2 separate regions of the Sus scrofa genome follow, and region 2 is linked to region 1. Evidence: chromatin contacts called from public Hi-C data. All regions are on one chromosome and are shown on one strand. The core of a region is the stretch at or near the end of the contact, and the rest is flanking DNA. Distances in the headings are between cores, read along the strand shown. Region 1 holds the start of SOWAHC (ankyrin repeat domain-containing protein SOWAHC). Region 2 holds the start of CIAO1 (probable cytosolic iron-sulfur protein assembly protein CIAO1).

Evidence for each region. Hi-C and Micro-C count contacts between places; a contact is called where the count stands out from the background.
Region 2: a Hi-C map of liver shows a contact between it and region 1, with 6 times the contacts expected there. The contact joins the promoter of CIAO1 here to the promoter of SOWAHC in region 1. A contact is called at or near these places in 3 of 47 Hi-C or Micro-C datasets (heart right ventricle, liver and skeletal muscle).

Annotation. Positions count from the first base shown.
Region 1 is chr3:46,543,405-46,549,779 of Sscrofa11.1, reverse strand. It overlaps SOWAHC (ankyrin repeat domain-containing protein SOWAHC), which reads right to left and starts at 2,554. Exons shown (of 2, transcript XM_021088390.1): 1 at 2,477-2,554; 2 at 1-2,336. The coding sequence starts at 2,554. The coding sequence ends at 1,002. It overlaps SEPT10 (septin-10), which reads left to right and starts at 3,103. Exons shown (of 11, transcript XM_021087089.1): 1 at 3,103-3,222. The coding sequence starts at 3,196.
Region 2 is chr3:46,964,545-46,970,919 of Sscrofa11.1, reverse strand. It overlaps CIAO1 (probable cytosolic iron-sulfur protein assembly protein CIAO1), which reads left to right and starts at 3,917. Exons shown (of 6, transcript XM_013995867.2): 1 at 3,917-4,500; 2 at 5,292-5,440; 3 at 5,566-5,850; 4 at 6,102-6,303. The coding sequence starts at 4,362. It overlaps TMEM127 (transmembrane protein 127), which reads right to left and starts at 4,062. Exons shown (of 11, transcript XM_021087100.1): 1 at 3,912-4,062; 2 at 3,171-3,488. The coding sequence starts at 3,414.

The DNA of each region.
Region 1 (6,375 bases), core at 1,305-3,804:
GATAATTACTTCATAGAAGCATAGACTAACATTTATGCCAATTTTTGCTAGCCATCTAAATTAGAAACGGTTTCTGTAGGCAATTCAACACTAAGCACCTTCAAATAGGGTCAAGTAGAGACTGGGGTTATATGATCCCCAGAATAAAAACTCAGACGAAAAATTTAGACTTTTAGAAGAGCAAAACAAGTTAGTGAGAATTAGAACCAGAGGCAATATTTACTTAAAAGTACCATAGGTTGTTAAAAGTGTTTTCTTTAAATAAAAACGTGTGTAGTTATTAATAATGTACCTTAATACTGAGTGCAGTGGTATTAGAGTTAAGAGGAAACCGCACAACAGATTAACTCAAAAAAAATGTTGACTGTTTCTTTAGTTCAGTGATTAAAGCTGAACTTGCTTTTGAAAAAGAATGGAGCGCTATTTACAACACAAGCAGCGTACCAACAGGATTCCTAACTGTATTCACATTATTCTCTAATTAGTATTTGTGCATTTCAACTCGTACCTGACCTTCAGTAGTATCTCAAAGACAAACGCAATTAGTAAAAACACAGGGCAGTATGTAGTTTTGTACACACAAATACTATCAGTTTCATTACAATTTGCATTTCTTGTTGCTCTTGGAAAAGTAACCATTTTAAAAAACAGTTACAGAGAAGCGCAATACTCCTTACTTTGCAAGGTATCCAGCAATGTTTAAATCAAAGGAACCCTCAATCCATTCTGTGCCCTTGACTTAGATGCATTTCTAGTCCTCAGAAACAGGGACTCCAGGAGAGAGGGGTGGTATGGGAGAAGACGCTGGTGTCAAGGTTTGAGGAATCACTTGGAAATCCACCGCAGTCCCACTGCTAAGGAAAATTCCTGCCCATCTTTTCTAACCCAAGTAAGAATGCAGCGTTAAGCCTAAGACTTTTCTGATCTCAATTCCTTGTCTATACCCGGTATCCTATTCCTGACGACAAACACGCCTTAAAATTTTCTAAAAGAAATTCTTTTTACCCAAATACATTGGACTTGGGTCTCAATTTGAATGAGGATGAGTGGCCTTTGAGAGACCGGTCCTCCTCTATGTCTTCCCCTTCCTCCAGGGGCTGCTCCGGGTCTCTGAAAGAGGGTGTGGTGTGGATGATCTGGGTTCGGAAACGGATTTTGTTAAGTCTGGGCTTCATCCGCCCACTAGTGCTGCCTGAGGCTTTGCGACTTGGCTCCTTTGCTTTGCCCGCAGCCGGTCCCTCAGCCAGGTGGTGGTGGTGGTGGTGGTGGTGGTGGTGATGGTCCCCGCTGTCCTCCAGGGCGTGGGAGTGCCTGCCGGAGATGAGGTGCGATGGCAGCACCTTCGAGAGCCTCCAGCGCCCTCCCCCGCTGCCCACGTTGCTCTCGCCATCGTCCTCGTCCAGGGCGCCCACCAGGGTCCGGATCTCCTCGGCGGTACTCGGGCTCAGGTACTGCGAGGCCTTCCTGCCGCTGTAGTCGCGCACGTCTACGTCCGCGTCGTAGGCCCCGACCAGCAGCTTCACCACCTCCACGTGCCCGTGCATGGCCGCCAAGTGCAGTGCGGTGTAGCCACAGCTCGTGCGCGCGTTGATGTTCACCGGCAGCCGGTGCTGGCCCGCGAAGCGCACTAGCAGGGCCAGCAGCTCCTGCCGGCCGTGCTTGGCCGCCCAGTGCAGGCAGGTAAAGCCGGTGATGAAGTCGCGCTTGGCCAGCAGGCCGGGCTCACAGGCCAGCAGCCCCTCCAGGCTGTCCCAACGACCGTCGGCGGCCGACAGCATCCACGCGTGCTCCAGAGGGTCCAGCGTCAGCGCGCCCGCGCTCTCCTCCTCGGTCCCGCCGTCCGCGCCCCCCGGGCCGCGCCGCAGCTGCGGTGAGCCTCCCGCCGCCGGGTCCCGGGGCGCCGGGCGGCCCGGCCGCGGCCCAAGGGGCGCATCACTCGGCGCCTCGGGCCTCCCGCCTTCCTCCGCGGGGCCCCCGCGGGGCCGCCTCCCGAGGGGCGCGCTCGGGATGCCGTCCGCCGGGTCTGAGGGGTCGGTATCCACGTACCCCGGCTCCCTGAGACGGCCGCGGGCGCCCGCGCGCAATTCGGGAGTCCCGCCCAGGGCGCCTCCGACGGGTTGCTCCAGCTCGGCTGGCGGGGCCGGGGGTCCGCACTCCGCCGGGCTCTCCATCCCCGCCCGAGTACCTGGCTTGCTAACCACCAACTCGGCCCGCTGCTCCTGAGAATCCTCGCGCGCCCCGCAGCGGCGGACTAGCTGCCACCGCCCCCAAGCCGCGCCCGCGGGCACGCCTCCGCCTGCCGGCCCCGCCCACTTCCGGCCGTCCCCGCGGGCCGCCTCTCAAGTCCGACGGGCCCCGCCCCGGTCCGTCCCCAAGAGGCCGGGATCTGTGCTCTAGTCCCACATGCCACGGCCCACCCGCTTCCGGTTCCCGAGCGGGTTTTAGTGACCGTTCCTTCCAGGGAACACGCCCTGACCCCGCCCACTTCCGGTCCCCGCGCGGGCCGCAATCTGTGCTCAAGCCCTGCCTCGGCGATGAGGAACCGTGGCGGCATTTTTGCGGGTCTTTTTCCTCAGGTCCTGAGTGTGCTCCATCCCCTCCTCTGCACTGACTGGTCAACTTCTAAAATGTCCGGGCTCTTCTGTAACAGGCCCACTTCGCGTGCGCGTGGCCTGCCGCGGCCCCCAGCCCACTGAGGCCACTGGACCTCTCCCCTCGGATCCCCTCCCCTCACCTCCTGGACCCCGCCCAGCCCCTCGCGTCACTGAAGCTACTGGACCCCTCTCCTCCCTCCATCCCGGGCTCCGCCCCTTTCCCCGGTCCCCTGCGCCATTCCGCCCGGCCCCCCCGCATCACTGAGGCCGCTGGACCAGTCTGCGGCCATCCCCGCCCCGCCTCTCCCTCCCGGGCCCCGCTCCTCGCCCCGCCCCCCGCGCCATCCGGCCTTGCCCCTCGGAGTCCCTGAGGCCACTAGACCCGCTTCGGCCATCCCCTCCCCGCCCCTCCCGGGCCCCGCCCCTCGCCCCACCCCCGCGCCATCCGGTCAGCTCCTCGCGTCACTGGGGCCGCTGGACCCCGCCCCTCCCGGCCCCTCCCGCCCCGCCCCTAGCGTCCCTCTGCCGCCGGCCGCCTAGCTCCGCCGGGAGCTGCCGCCGCGCCTCCCTGGCCCTCCGCCCGCCCAGCCCCGCCCGGACCATGGCCTCCGAGGTGGCGCGGCACCTGGTGAGTCCGCCAAGCCTACCCCACCCACCCCTGGACCCCCGCCCTCTTGTCTTGGCCCGCGGTCTGGCTGCCTCGGCGGGGCAGAACCGCTCCCTCCCCCCGGCCCCTCCCGGCTCTCGGCGGCCGGGGCTTTGCGGGGCTTCCCGTCGTCCCCGAAGTTGAGTCTGCAAGGAGGACGGTTTCTGTAACGGTCCCGGACGGACGAGAGCAGGGTGGACCCCTGACCCTGCGCGCTGGGCTCGGCCTCCCTGGCCCCAGTTAGAGCGGGTGTGGACCTCCTTGGGATTGGAGCCTTTTTTTCCCGCCTGGCGCCCTTGTGCGTTAAGAGAGCACGTGTGACTAATTTGTTCGGCGTCCTCTACCTTTTACGTTCCTTTGTACACTGACCTCATTTCAGAGTTAGCCCGGGGCTGGCATGGCAGTGCCAGAGTAGTGCCTGGCGATGCCGCTTCAGAGTAAGCCAGTTACGTTCATTGCATGGAGTTTTCCAGATGCCACGCGCTGTGGAAGGACCGCACCACTCTGAGGGCTGTGTATTTTGAAAGTTTTATTTTAACTTATGATGCTGTAACTCTCATGGTTGTATTCTGTGTAAAGAAAAGCTCTTTACGGCCTGAGACCAAAAAGTTGGAAAACTGCTGGTTTAAGCAATCTCCTAGACCAGAAGTTTAGCTTCTAGGAACCTGAGAGGTTGGGTGATGTGTTCAAAATCCCAGAGCCGGTTTCTCTCATGGAGCCTAGAGGGGGATTTTCCTCCTGATTCAGCCTAGGTCTTTTTCCTGTCTGTCCTGTGTTTAGAGAAGTCTCAGCTTTTCTGTCTGGACTGCCTTGTTAGAGTTGCTGTGTGCACGTGTGGGCGAGGAAAATGTGTTTTATAAATCTTGGTTCAGAGTGAACTTTAATCAGAGTTAAATTTGGGCTGACAGGAATTTAATTATTTAATTCCTGTTGCATTTCTTGTCAGTTGCTGTGTTTGTTTTGCAATAAGGCTACCTACCTTTAACTAAATTTGAAATAATTGTAGAGTCACGTGCAATTGTGAGAAATAATGGAATTCTCCTCTATCCTTTACCCATGATGCATAACATGATGCAAAACCATAGTAAAGACCACAACCAGAACATGGATGCTGACTCTGTGAAGAGAACTTTCCACCACCAGGAGATCCCTCCCTTGCTCAGTTGTAGCCACTTCATTTTCCTCTACCTCCTCCTTAACCCCTGACCACCACCAATCTGTCATTTCTGTAATTTTGTCACTTTAAGTCTGTTAGGTAATGGAATCACCCTGTATGTAACCTTTTGAGAATGGATGTTTTTCATTCAGCAGCATTCTCTGGAGATTCATTCAGGTTGTTGGAGGGATCATTAGATTGTTCCTTTTAATTGCTGAGTAGTATTACACTTTGAAGGACACCTCCTTTGCTTCTATTGTTGGGCTACTATGAGTAAAGTTGCTATAAACAGCCCTGTATGGTAACAATAATGTAGCATAAGGAAAACCCAAGTCTTCCATTCTCTGGAATTCAAATGGCAGTTGCATATTTAGTTTCATAAGAAACTGCTGGGAGTTCCCATTGTGGTGCAGCAGAAACGAATCCGACTAGGAACCACGAGGTTGTGGGTTCAATCCCTGGTCTCGCTCAGTGGGTTAAGGATCTGGCATTGCCATGAGCTGTGGTGTAGGTCACAGACATGACTAGGATCCTGCCTTGCTGTGGCTGTGGCATAGGCCAGCAGCACCAGCTCGGGTTAGACCCCTAGCCTAGGAACCTCCATATGCTGCAGGTGCGGCCCTAAAAGGACAAAAGAAAAAAAAAAAGAAACTGCTGAACTGTTTTGCAGATTTCTGTACCATTTCTTATTCCCACCAGCAGTGAGTGAGCGATCATTCTCTTCACATCCTCACACACTTGGTGGTCCTGTTTTTCTATGTAGATATTCTGATAGGTATGTAATGCTTATATTAGTTTTAGCTTGCATTTTTCTAATGGCTACAATGTTCAGCATCATTTTTTATGTGCTTATTTGCCATCTGTATATTCTCTTCAGTGAAATAACGCTTCATTTCTTTTGCCCATTTTCTTTCTTTCTTTTTTTTTTTTTAAACCTGTGGCATGTGGAAGTTCCCAAGCTAGGGGTTGAATCCAAGCTACATCTGCTGGCCTGTAGCATAGCCACAGCAATTCAGGATCCTCAACCCACTGAGTGAGGCCAGGGATTGAACCTGTGTCCTTATCATTCCTAGTCAGGTTCCTTAACCACTGAGCCACGAAGGGAATACCCTGCCCATTTTCTTTTTTTTTTTTTTTTTTTTTTTCGTCTTTTTGCTATTTCTTGGGCCGCTCCCGTGGCATATGGAGGTTCCCAGCCTAGGGGTTGAATCGGAGCTGTAGCCACCAGCGTACGCCAGAGCCACAGCAACGCAGGATCCGAGCCGTGTCTGCAACCTACACCACAGCTCACGGCAACGCCGGATCGTTAACCCACTGAGCAAGGGCAGGGACCGAACCCGCAACCTCATGGTTCCTAGTTGGATTCGTTAACCACTGCGCCACAACGGGAACTCCCCTGCCCATTTTCTAATTGGATTTTTTTTTTTTGCTCTTTTTAGAGGCTTTTAAAATATGTATTCTAGATACTGGTCTTTGATACGTGGTTTTCAAATGTTTTCTCTGTTTTGTTTTTTTCATCCTTTTAAAGAATCTTTTGCAAAGCAAATGCTTTTTAGTTTTGATAAAATCCATTTTATCTGCTTTTCCTCCTATAAATTGTACTTTTGGGGCCAAATCTATGAACGCTTTGCCTAACTTAAGAGTACCAAAGGTTTTCTCTTATATTTTCCTAAAAGTTTTATAGTTTGTTTTACATCCAAGCCCTTGACCCACTTTGAGTTACCTTTTGTGTAAGGTGAGAGACTTAGGTCAAGGGTCATTTTTGGTACCTGGATGCTCTAACAGTTGTTAAAAAGACTGTCTGTCCTCTAGTAAGTTGCTTTTCTACTTTTGTCAAAAATCAGTTGAATGTATTTGTGCAACTCTCTCTCTGAGTTCTCTATTAGCACAGTCTTGATTTCTTTAGCCATATAATGTCTTGAAATAAATAGACTGATTCCTTGCACTTTATTCTTATATTTCAAAAAATTTTGCCTTAT
Region 2 (6,375 bases), core at 2,668-5,167, 420 kb before region 1:
TGCAGGGCACACCTGAGAGGCAGAGAGGGATTGGGGCTCAGAAGGACCAATTATCTGGGCTCCCCTGCTGGGGGCCACTAGAGATCTGGGCACCTCTCAGCCTGGCTGGGATGGAGAATGGTGTGAGAAGCAGCAATTTCCCCACCGCCACCCCTCCCCTGGGGGAGTGGAAGAATTCAGGGCAGAATCTTTGGAGCCTTTGGATCTTTTGAGAATTTGTTGACGCCTCCAGGGCTCTGCAAATGACAGCAGGAGGATGGTCGTGTTGCCTCAGGAGCACCAACTGGTGGTGACGAGTAATAAAAAGCACAGCTTTGGCTGGGCTTGTGATTAAAAACTCAACTAGAATGGGGAACTGAGAAGCTTGGACAGCTCTGTCGGAAGGAAAAAGAAACCTGGTGTGCACTAAAGTATGGTGGGGAGGGTGGAGTCCACACGTACATCAGCTGTGTGTCCCTAGGCAAGTGACCTGACTTCCCTGAGCCTGACATATGTGTGGGTGGGGGTGGGGGGGTGATGACAGTACTTAACAAATGAGAATGTCATTTAGAAAAACTACAGCCAGGCATGAAGTAAGCTGAGCACAATGCCTGGCACTCAGGTGGTGGGGCTGTCCTAAAGCCTGCTGGCCCTGCCCACTCTCTGACACCTGTAGAGACCTGGCAGGGTCTGTTCTCCTTCTGGTGGCATCTACAGGCACCAGCTCAGTGCCCCACAGCTCTGCCTCATCCTGAGATGGGGAATATCCCAGGCTTCCATGCTAGGCTTTGAGGCTCAGCATAATTACACAGAAAAGCCTATGACTGAAGGCCCACTGAGTACCAAAAAACCAATCGGGACAAAGAAGAAGAGGAAGGGAAGCAATCAGGGACCTTCTGATTCCTCACCTTCTTCTGTGATAGCTCATGAGAAACCACTGTCAACTCTCTTATTAGTGGACGGCCAGTGTGCCCACCTTACACTGGCCAAGGAGATGGCCACAGAAAGCAGGCTGAAACTCTTTAGAGGTTAGAACCCCTAAACATAAAGCAGACATAATGTAAAAGTGAAGGCATCATGCTTTATAAAAGAAAAAACCTAGCTTCAGTGATTTCTCATAAAAGGTAAATAGATGTGTAAATAAATGAAAACTGCACCAAGATTTTATTTTTATTTTTCACGTGCCTTTGACAAGGATGCACACCTAAGTGGGACAAATAAATCCCTAATAGTGAGGTCATTCCTTACGATAGCTGACGTAAAGCAAAGGGGGAAAAAAATCACAAGCGAAACAGCATCACTTCATACTGGAGTCAACAGTGAGGTACACTCAGCTCTGCCACACCCAGCTGTGTGGCCCTGGAGATCTGAACACTTTGCTTCTCTAAGACACAGTTTCCTGGATCTCTGAAATGAGGGCAAGGGATCAGATTGCCCCTCCTTCCATCACATGAATTTTATGAGGCCCCCCAGGAGAAGCATCATGAACCCTTTACAGTTTTTTTTTTTTGTTTTTTTTTTTTTTAAATTCATTTGTCTTTTTAGGGCCAATCCCATGGCATATGGAGGTTCCCAGGCTAGGGGGTCAAATCAGAGCTATAGCTGACCACCTAAGCCACAGCCACAGCCACACCAGATCTGAGCTGTGTCTGCAACCTACACCGAAGCTCACAGCAAAGCTGGATCCCCAACCCACTAAGGAAGGACAGGGATCGAACATACACCCTCATGGATACTAGTCCGGTTTGTTACCACTGAGCCACTATGGGAACTCCCTCTCTCCCGGTTTGAAACACTGACCACCAGGGGATCAACTGCCAAGGTCTGGATGAAGTGGTGGAAAGGTGGCAGCCATACCTCAAAGAAGGCACGTGCAGGGGGACACACTATGGGAAAACCATCCAGACTCAAGTTTGATGGGCTTTCTGCCATCAACTATATGCCATAGAAAAAGCTGCATGTCACAAGGCTTCTGCCATGTGGATAACTTTGGTCTCAATGAGCCAACACAGTGAAAACTATCATCACAGTGAAATCTGGAAACGAATCAGAAGCCCCCATCCTGTTCTCTGCAAAACCATCCTAAAGCCTCAGAAATTCAAGAGAAATGCAAAACAGCAAGCGAATTCTCAGAGAAAGACAACATTATATGTCACAAGGATAGGGCTTTTCAGCCACAACCTACAGAAGTGGTATATGATCCAAGGCACGAAGAAGAATTTGACCTTTTCATCAAATCTCAGTACCTGAATCCTTAAAAAGGCAATGTGAAGATATCTAACAGGAGAGGCTTCTGATAGGTAGGGCAGTAAGCATCTGGAATGAATTAGAGCCAGGGAGTGGCATAGGGAGAAAACAGAAAGACCTTCAAGAAAAGCTCAAAAAACCTCGGGAGTAATGAACTCTGCTGTTACTAGGGCTGTTTGGAATCCACTGACTGGTCTTCCCTGTAAAAGCCAGAAAAGGCCATCCAGCTCTCCCACCACACAGCAGGCTTTATGGTCATTACTGGCAACAGGGCTAGGACAGGATGAGCTCCCCGCCTCCTGTGTCCAGTAAAGACAGCGATCCTTTTCCCCTTTCCTCTGTCTTTCTGGCTGGGAAGCATGATAATGAACAAAGCAACAAACCTTACCTCATTCCAGCACACTTGCAAGGCTTCCAAGAGCCAAATTCCAACTGTTTTACTGAGGGTGGCAATGGAACTGACTTCTGCTTATTGAAAATACCATAGACTCCCTTTTTCCTCTAACAACAATTCAATTACTATAGAACTCAAAAATATTTCTAAAAATCTAGCAGTATTTAAAACTTCCTTTTTCTCCATCAATCAGTTGGCCCCAAAGAAACCTTCCTATATCCCACAGGCTCCTTAGACGGAAACAGCTAATTGTGATGCCTAGCAAGAACCCTTATCTTCTTTCCGATACACAGCGCCCTTCCTCCGGCAGAATCCTAAAATAGCAGTTCAGATTAGCATGGCGTTGAGGAGTGGGAGCCTGGCTGAATAACATCAGAATTAATGAGCGGCCGGACCCCAAACAGAGCCACCTGGTGGGCAGGAATCGGGCTGTTTCCTTCAACCAAGTGCCTGCTCCAGGCTATCTCAGCTCCAGCCCGCACCACATTCGCTCTCGGAAGAGGAGGCCCTATTGCCCAGAAAGAAGAGGGCCGGCGCGCAGCGCCCTCACCTTTCAGCAGGTCCGGGTGCACGTAGCCCAGCACGTCGGAGACCCCCAGCTCCTGGCGGGAACAGGTGCCACCGTGGATGTGCAACCAGGCAGGCTCGGCGAGGGCAGTACACAGCGCGGTGATGGACAGGGCACCCGGTAGGGCTGAGGCCAGGCTACGCTCCGGCTGCTTGGGCAAAGCGCTGCCTCCCGGGCTCCTCCGCCGGCGCCCGCCGGGCAGCCCTGCGCCTCCGGGGGCGTACATGCCCGGGGCCGCCCGCCGTAGCTCCGCGGTCGCTGCTGGTCGCCGCCGACCTCCGCGGGGCGCACAGAGCCTGCCTGTCCAGGGGAGGAGAGCAACGCACTGGGTTCGCAGCAGGTAAGGCTGGAGCAAAGCTGTCAGGGTCCATGCTGATGAGGACAGGGGTGGGACAGAGGGCCGAGCTGAGACCCGAGAGCTGCGGGGGTTAGGGAACTGGGACCGGGTCCCTGGAGTGGGACTGCGGAGGTGCGGGATGAGGACCGGGAGAGGGCTAGGGGCCCGCTGCATCTCGGCAGAGCGGAGTAGGGAGAAGGCTGGGACGAAGGTATCCGTTACTGGTGGAAGAGAGTCTTGACCAGAGGGGTCTTGGCCAGAGGGAGTCGAAGCGCGGAGAACTAGCCTGGGCCGCAGGGATCGGGGACCCAGGATCTGGGAACGGCGCTCTGGGGTGCGACCTATACCCAGAAAGGACCCGCCTCTCACTAACTCCTAATCCTTACCAGTCAGCAGGCCTTAAGTGTCTGGATGGCGTCGCTCCGTCCCGTCAAGGGCTCCTCAGCTCTGCGGGGCCGACCGTTCCCAGGCCCCAAACCCGCAACGCCCGGACAGACCCGGGCCCGATCCACTTCCGGCTTCTACACCTCTGCCCCCGCCTCCTCCGGCTCCCCGCCCCGTCCCCCGCGCCAGACACAGCCCGGGCGCGCCGCCGGTCCCCTGCGCAAGGCCTCACGGGACTGGTAGTTCTAGCCGATACCGCGATGTTTTCCGCTGTGGGGACTGGAGAGGGGTGGCTAAGGACCGACTACAACTCCCAGAGGGCAGCGCGGCCGCAGCAGCGGACCCTTTAGTTCCTAAGAGAACCCGCGGCCCTTGGGCGGAAGCAGGTTTGCGTGGTGGGAGCCGCAGTCGGCAGTGCTGTCTCTGCTCACCACTTTCTGCGCCAGGCCGCCATGAAGGACTCGCTGGTGCTGCTTGGCCGTATCCCGGCGCACCCGGACTCCCGCTGCTGGTTCCTGGCCTGGAACCCCGCGGGAACTCTGCTGGCCTCGTGCGGTGGCGATCGTAGCGTCCGCATCTGGGGCAGAGAGGGTAAGGCCGGTCCCGGCTTGCCGCCGAGGGATCTACGTGTGCTTGGTGTGGGTACCATGCTCTGGGAGTGCGCAGCCTGCGGGGCAGCAGATTCAGAAAGGCGGGGTCACTGGCCGAGGGAGAAGATGGAGGAGCCACTTTCGAGTTGGACATTAGCCACTCTCTGGTTTTTCTGGCTAGAAGCAAAGATGTCAGTAGATGGCCGAAATAGGGAATTATGACAGTTTCTGAGGCAGGAAAATGAGAGAAGGTGGTAGGAAAGTAGCCTGCAGAGTATTTTGCGACAGACGATGAAGTTTACATTTTGTCCCAACGGTATTTGAGAGCCATTGACTGTTTAGGGCCGCATCCGAGGCCTATGTAAGTTTCCAGGCTAGGGATCAAATCGGAGCTGCTGCTGCCAGCCTACGCCACAGCCACAGCAACACTGATCTGAACTGCATCTGCAGCCTACACTGCAACAGCGGATCCTTAACCCACTGAATAAGGCCAGGGATCCAACTCGCATCCTCATGGATACTAGTCGTGTTCTTAACCCTGAGCCCCAACAGGAACTCCACCACTGACAGTTTTAAATCAGGAGGGCAACTCCTCATTTGTTTTAGAAAGATGCCTCCTAAGGAAGTGGATTCAGTTACAGCTTTCTGAAAGCATGTTGTTAAATACACCCACTGAACTTTGCCCTCTCAGCTGGGCTCCAATACTGGTCCCCATTACCCAGTGGCATCGTTAGTACTTCAGTATCTTCTTGTGCACCCAGCTCCAGAGCCTGGTCTGCTCTCTGCTTTTAGGCGACAGCTGGATCTGCAAATCTGTCCTCTGTGAAGGCCACCAGCGCACCGTACGGAAGGTGGCCTGGTCTCCCTGTGGAAATTACCTGGCTTCTGCCAGCTTTGATGCCACCACTTGCATTTGGAAGAAAAACAAGGATGACTTTGAGGTAACTGGGTTGGATGGGGCCAGGATTGTTGGAACCTGAACTGACCTGAGTGGGTAAGGCTGTACCCAGGAGGACTGCAGGAGTCTTAGATGACGTTGATTCCTGTCCCTCTTCCCTTTTCACAGTGTGTAACCACTCTAGAAGGCCATGAAAATGAGGTCAAGTCAGTAGCCTGGGCCCCATCTGGCAACCTCCTTGCTACCTGCAGCCGAGATAAGAGTGTGTGGGTCTGGGAAGGTGAGTCCCTCCAGGCACAGTTGAGAACCAGCCATCAGATCCCACCCGTGTCCCTTATAAGCTCCCTTCTTTTTTCTGCCGCAGTCGATGAAGAAGATGAGTATGAATGTGTCAGTGTCCTCAACTCCCATACACAGGATGTCAAGCATGTGCTTTGGCACCCAAGCCAGGAGGTAAGAGTCAGGTACCCTGGTGGGAAGGAATTCTGATGTGGAGGGTTGTGCCCAACCTTCTTCCACTCTCCAGCCTTAGCCTGATTCTTGCAGAGATCTCTATCTGTGCCCCAAAGACGTCAATCAGTCCCTTTATAAAAGTAGATCGCTGGGAGTTCCCTGTCCTGTCCTAGGAGGGAGAAGTGCTGGAAGCACAGGTACTTCCTGGGCCCTCCAGACACGTCCTGTGTTTTCCCTGGCCTTCTCCACAGCTGTTAGCCTCTGCCAGCTATGACGACACAGTGAAGCTCTACCGGGAGGAAGAGGATGACTGGGTATGCTGTGCCACCCTTGAAGGTCATGAATCCACTGTGTGGAGCTTGGCCTTTGACCCCAGCGGCCAGCGCCTGGCATCTTGCAGCGATGACCGTACCGTGCGCATCTGGCGCCAGTATCTGCCAGGCAATGAGCAAGGTGAGGAGCCAATCTGAGGGCTAAGAAGATTTGTCTCTTGTGAGGTTTGAAAGAGTGTGTAGGATTTTAATG